Linked DNA regions of Mus musculus: region 1 is linked to region 2. Evidence: chromatin contacts called from public Hi-C data. All regions are on one chromosome and are shown on one strand. The core of a region is the stretch at or near the end of the contact, and the rest is flanking DNA. Distances in the headings are between cores, read along the strand shown. Region 1 has its middle 7.6 kb from the start of Gm32330. Region 2 overlaps Myo16 (myosin XVI).

Region 1 (2,700 bases), core at 169-2,668, 240 kb before region 2:
GTGTACAAAATTCAGGAGGACACTGCTCTGCTATGGGAAACTCCACTTCTTGACAAGGCTGGGAAGGGTCCTACTGCTTCTCAGCGATATGCACGAGAGTGCAGCATGGCAGTAAGCAGCTATGTCACGTGGCTTTCCACATACAGCGTGTGTCAAGTTCTGTTTCAGATCACAGACTCCAACTCTGCTGCTCTAGCGCTGACATTGTGCTCTGTAACATCAATCAAGCGCCACACTTCATGAGAATCTTTATTAAAGATATTTGTTTTAAATAATAAGGTGGGTGAGGTACTCTGAGCCATCATGGTTTTGAAATATTGTAAATACATACTAAAAATATAATAGGCCATAGCCAAAACTTTGATTTGTGGAAAATTTGTCATTAACGGAACAGAATTACTAATTCCCAGCAAACCTTCGGCGATAGCCTGCAGCCATCAGCAATTTACAGAGGTTAAGAGAAAAATTTAAAACTATTATTACTATTATAAATAATTGATTATCATTTGTTATGAAATAATTACCTTTAAGCAACTACCACAGCTAAAAAGTGATTGCTTAGAGATTATTGCTTAATCACTACTAAACAACCATGTGCATATGGCCTCTGACAGTCATTGTTCATTATTATTTTTTTACAAGCACAGATGGCTTGGTACAATCAGTCAGGAAGACTGACGGGAAGTAATCTTTTTTAATGTAATCACCACATAAATATGTCAAATGTTTTTCTGTTTGTTTTGCTAACAGCATAACACGATTTTAATGAAGATGCTGTGGATGGTGATTTTCCATCAAACTAGACAAAAGGAAAATATGTATCTGAGCTATTTGTAAAGATTTATTAGTAAAGTATTTTTATCACAGGCATTCATCCCATTGGTACATCTAACCTTGGTTTAATCTCAGATGAAAAAAATACATAAAAATTGTTATGACCCAATGACAGGCAGTTCATGGTATACTGATGTGGATGGTTCCCATTCAAAATAACATACAGATGGGATATGAATATGTGTCTAGTTCTGGAAAGGCTGATCAGAAGACAAGAGCACAGTGGGATGTTGGCCAGTGCAGGAGATAATCTGCTCACTAGAGTTGTCCCTGTGAATATGCAAGACTCTAGATCATGTTTATAAATATAGTTTTCGCAATACTGAAGTACAAGTTTATGAGGAGAGTCTTACACCCAGTGTCTCCCTTTCCTGCACTCTGAAGCCCATCTCTCATCTCAAGGACAAGAGTCTAAGCATTGTCCAGAAACATGAGAAAACAGGAGGGCAGGAAATGACCCCATGTAGACACCAGAGCTGGGCTCAGGAGAATCCGATTTCTTGGGACAGCCTGGCTGCAGGAAATCCCCTGGAGGCACAACTGAGGGTCTTATCTCCACATGCAGTGCGGTCTTGAAGACAAACAGTCATAGACATCATACAGGTCAGGGGAGGATTCTTCTAGCTGAATCTGAGCAGCCAGCAAGAGGTCTGATCCCTGGGTCTGGTCAGAATGCTATTGCTTTTGGCCACAGATGGTTACAAGATGGTGGCACATATGGTCACTTCCGATCACAGTGCCATCAGGGTAGTCATCTCCCTACAGGAGGCTCAGATCACAAGCAAGCTGCTCCTGATTTGGGAGGCAGGGCAGGAACAGATGTTGAGAGTCTCCTTGGGGAGACTCTGCATCGATTGCAGGAGAACAGTAGCTCCAGGGAGTCTACTGCTGCAGCTCCACGCCCAGCTGCCGGTGGATCCAAGGCCTGATTTCCAGTGTGCATCGGGTCCCTGGAGGATGCCATAGAGGCCACTTCCTGAGGAGCCATGTGTTTGTCATCTTGTCATCTGAAGAGTCTCCCTTCCCTCTGACAAGCAAAGATGCACAACAGTTTCAGGAAATGAGAAGACTCCGCTGATAGGTCCTGGCAGTTAAGTTTTTTGGCAAATCACTACCTTTACCAAAATACTTCCAATTCTCTGGCAGGAGTTAGCTCAAACCAACCAATTAACGTTCCTAAGAGGCAACAGCAATTTCACCAAGAGTCATATGTCCCTCACCAAAGTGAAGGATTCCTGCGTAGAGCAAGTTGGAGCTCACTTTTCTGAATTGTAGATTTCCCTGCCCAAAGCACCCTTGGTACCCATAGTACTATTGAAGACTTTGTCAGTAATCATGAATAAGCCTGTGAATTCCAACTGCTTCTGCTCTTTCTTTTACAACACCAAGAAAGTAGCTACTCCAAAGAGTTCCTTCCAACGAAGCTCTCCATAGTGGGTCTGGGTCACCTGGAAGTGACTCTCAAACTTGTATGCACATTGAAACCAACTGGATCTACACCCATGTCACAGGCACATCTTGCACCCACAAGGTGACTCTTATTCCTTCTTGTATTGGGCCCAAAGACTCATGTAGAAGGTTCCATCAAGGAAATACCTTGAAGCCTATAACTGATTTAAGTTTTAGCAGAGAGACACAGAAATAAAAACAGACAGAGAGAGACAGAGAGAACAAGACCCGTGGTGACAACCAGGCCTTTAGATTGCTCTACTAAGAATTCTCTGGTTGAGGGCTGGAAAGATGGCTCCACAGTTAAGATCACTGGATGATCTTCCAGATGACTCCTTTCGATTCCTAGCACCCGTATAAACGGATGTGTAGATAACACTCATCGTAGTCTATAAATTCCAGTTCCAGGAAATTGAT
Region 2 (2,700 bases), core at 178-2,677:
GCCATTCGAAGCAAGACAGCAAGCAGCATCCCTCTATGGCCTCTGTATCAGCTCCTGTCTCAAGTCTCCTGACCCTCTTGAGTTCCTGTCCTGACCTCCTTCTCAGAAGTGTAGGCACAATTAACCCTTTCCTCCCTGGCTTGCTTTTGGGTCATGGTGTTTTGTTACAGCAACAGAACCCCGACTAAGAACATGTCTTCAGAAAGACCAGCAGCATCTTGAGAACTCCAGGCACTTGACATAGGTGGGAGCAGAGACGTAGATGGAGACATGGCTAAGAATGGCTAAGGGGGCCTGGAAGTCTGTCCTATAGGGAGGAGCATTCTCTAAGAAAAGTGGTGTCTTGGAAAGACTGTTGCGCGCAGGTGAGAAGCACACTTCCATTTCATTCCCGTGGAGGTGAGCGACTTCCAGAGGAAAGAAAACACCAACAGAAGCTGCTGCTGTGATGCTGGACAGGAAATGGAGGGCTGTGAGGAGGGAAGCTCTTTGAGAGGTCAGAGGGACCCAACCTACTTGGTAGAGAAGGGTGAGGGGTAAGGGGAGCCAGCAGAACCTGGGGAACAGCTGGATGGATCATGGGAAAACTCAGTATGTTGATTAGCATGGAAGGGGGGATTCTAAGCAGTAGGGGTCATTAGCCAAGCATCAAAATCCCTGCAAGCCAGACCCACGAAGCAGCTGGTAAGTTCGACATAGAGTGCCCGGGGAGGCCAGCCCTCACAGCTATGAAGAGGAAGGTTGAAGAAGGGCATCCATCCTGACATTTCAGTGGATAGCTGAAGCACATGCAGGAGTGCTAGTCTCCTGTGCACGGAGCACGGCCTTGCACCAGTGGGTGCCACAGGGAGTAGGCATACACAGAGGGCTGAAGCCGCCCTGTGAAGGTAGACAGCTTCTTTACCAGTGGCTTGGCATCTCTGGTGATTAACCCCTTTTAATCTGACTACTTTCCTCCCTGAGGAGAGTAATAGTTATGCCCGCCTCCTGACCATTCTTGAGATCAGAAATGACAAACTTCGGACCATTTGGCTCCATGCCATTCCCTCATAAACACCAAATAAATGACAGCCCCCATTCTGAGCGGGGAAAGGCAGAGAGAAGGCCGCACCCCTCCCCCATGAAGATCCATGTTTTATGAGAATACATCCTCTTAGATTGATGGCTTTGTTTTTCTGAACTGACAGGTTGATTAGGAAGGGGGCTAGTTACTCAGAATGATCTCCCGGGAGCATGGCAGGGTTCCCATACAGCAGCCTTTCAGTGCTTTCTCCTGGCACTCAGTCCATGCAAACAGTTTCCCCCGTGTGGAGACAGGCAAGGCTGTGTTTAATTTCCCCATTTCAAAGAAGCCCAGGGACTGTACAAAGGTAAAAGTCAGGTTGCACAAGGACTTACCTTTAAAATACTGAATATCAGTTGTTAGGGCGGATGCCAGCTCGTCGGTCGACACTTGCAACATACCTGCCACTGAAATCAAACACAGCTGTAAATAAGAAAGCACCATGCATTTCAACACTAAGAACACTGCGATTTGTGTCCATTGTGTGCATACTTCATGTTAGAAGGAGAGCAACTTCTACTCTCTGGCTTAAACTCATCTAGAGAAATGCCTTAGTACTCCAGACACTGGTGGGATCTTGTGTCTGTCTGGATTTAGTAAGGACATATTTTCCCCTTCACCACCCTTGTAGATAGGGCTGGATTATTTTTTTCCAAATTCCTTATTAAAATAACTTTGAAACAGGTGAAAATAGGCCATTTATTGGAAGCCCGTGGTTTGAGGATATTTTTTTAAAACTAGATGTGACCATGAAAACAATATCAAACAAGAGGGGCTTTTGAACATGGTGTTTAAAGGAAAGTAATTGTGAGTTTATAATGTTTAGCTAACGACTCCTCTCCAAATACTGTGTGGACAGCAGGTTGGGGCAAAGAATATTCTAATAATATCAAATGATCTAAAGTATATGATGATACCCCTGTGCAGAATGGGACCACGAAAGCACGTTTGTCAACCACCCCCTTTCGAGAAAAGAAAGAGGTTCTCCCCTCCCCCCAAGACTTCAGACCAGCTAGTGATTGTTGCAGCCAGCCGGATTCTGTGCTGTGTCGCCATCTGCTGGCAAAACTGTGAAACTGCACCCCCAACGACTTTGCCATCAAGGTGGTGGTGCTCCACTGACCTTGTTCCAGAAGCTGGAGGTCAGAGACAAAGGCCGAGTCAGCTTCTGTTAGTGCAGTGAACTGAATGTCTCCGATGTGTAGTATCGCCGATAGGATAACGAATAGGTTTTCCACCTCCTAAGTGTTTACAGAGAACAGATAGAATAATTCAGAGGTGGGAGCTCCAAGCAACCGGGAGCATTCTGGTGGGGTTGGGCTTGCCACTCTTCAGACCCACAGTGGGAGATTCAAGAAACTGCTCAAAATCAAATCTCAGCTCCATGTGCGTTGCCCTAAATTGCTGTTCTGGTATGAATCAGTGTGTTCTGGATAATCATTATTATATATATATATAAATAGTGATTGTAGTCCAATCACTTGCAGGAAACACCCCACTGTCCCAAGCTGTTCTTGCACATGGGTGCAGGGAACAGGAGAGGAGGGCCTGGTCTGGAAGCCTGGAACTGAGGGAAGAGTGGGACCTGAAGCTGGGAATTGCCACTTTCCCATTTATAAAGTAAGCACCTGGAGGTA

What was found. Hi-C and Micro-C count contacts between places; a contact is called where the count stands out from the background.
Region 1: a Hi-C map of the N1E-115 cell line shows a contact between it and region 2, with 6 times the contacts expected there. The contact joins two enhancer-like sites. A contact is called at or near these places in 3 of 484 Hi-C or Micro-C datasets (the N1E-115 cell line, female germline stem cell-derived STRA8 germ cells and palatal mesenchyme).

Annotation. Positions count from the first base shown.
Region 1 is chr8:10,679,564-10,682,263 of GRCm38.p6, reverse strand. No RefSeq gene overlaps it. Among named protein-coding and RNA genes, the nearest start is that of Gm32330, 7.6 kb to the right of the region's middle. Within about 2 kb of position 1,418, at least 4 of the 459 cell types and tissues checked have an H3K27ac peak or open chromatin away from gene starts, as enhancers often do. A contact at or near this core is called in the N1E-115 cell line, where this site is marked.
Region 2 is chr8:10,438,403-10,441,102 of GRCm38.p6, reverse strand. Myo16 (myosin XVI) reads right to left here. Exons shown (of 35, transcript NM_001319151.1): 18 at 2,187-2,304; 19 at 1,399-1,470. Among named protein-coding and RNA genes, the nearest start is that of Gm51561, 9.5 kb to the right of the region's middle. Within about 2 kb of position 1,427, at least 10 of the 459 cell types and tissues checked have an H3K27ac peak or open chromatin away from gene starts, as enhancers often do. A contact at or near this core is called in the N1E-115 cell line, where this site is marked.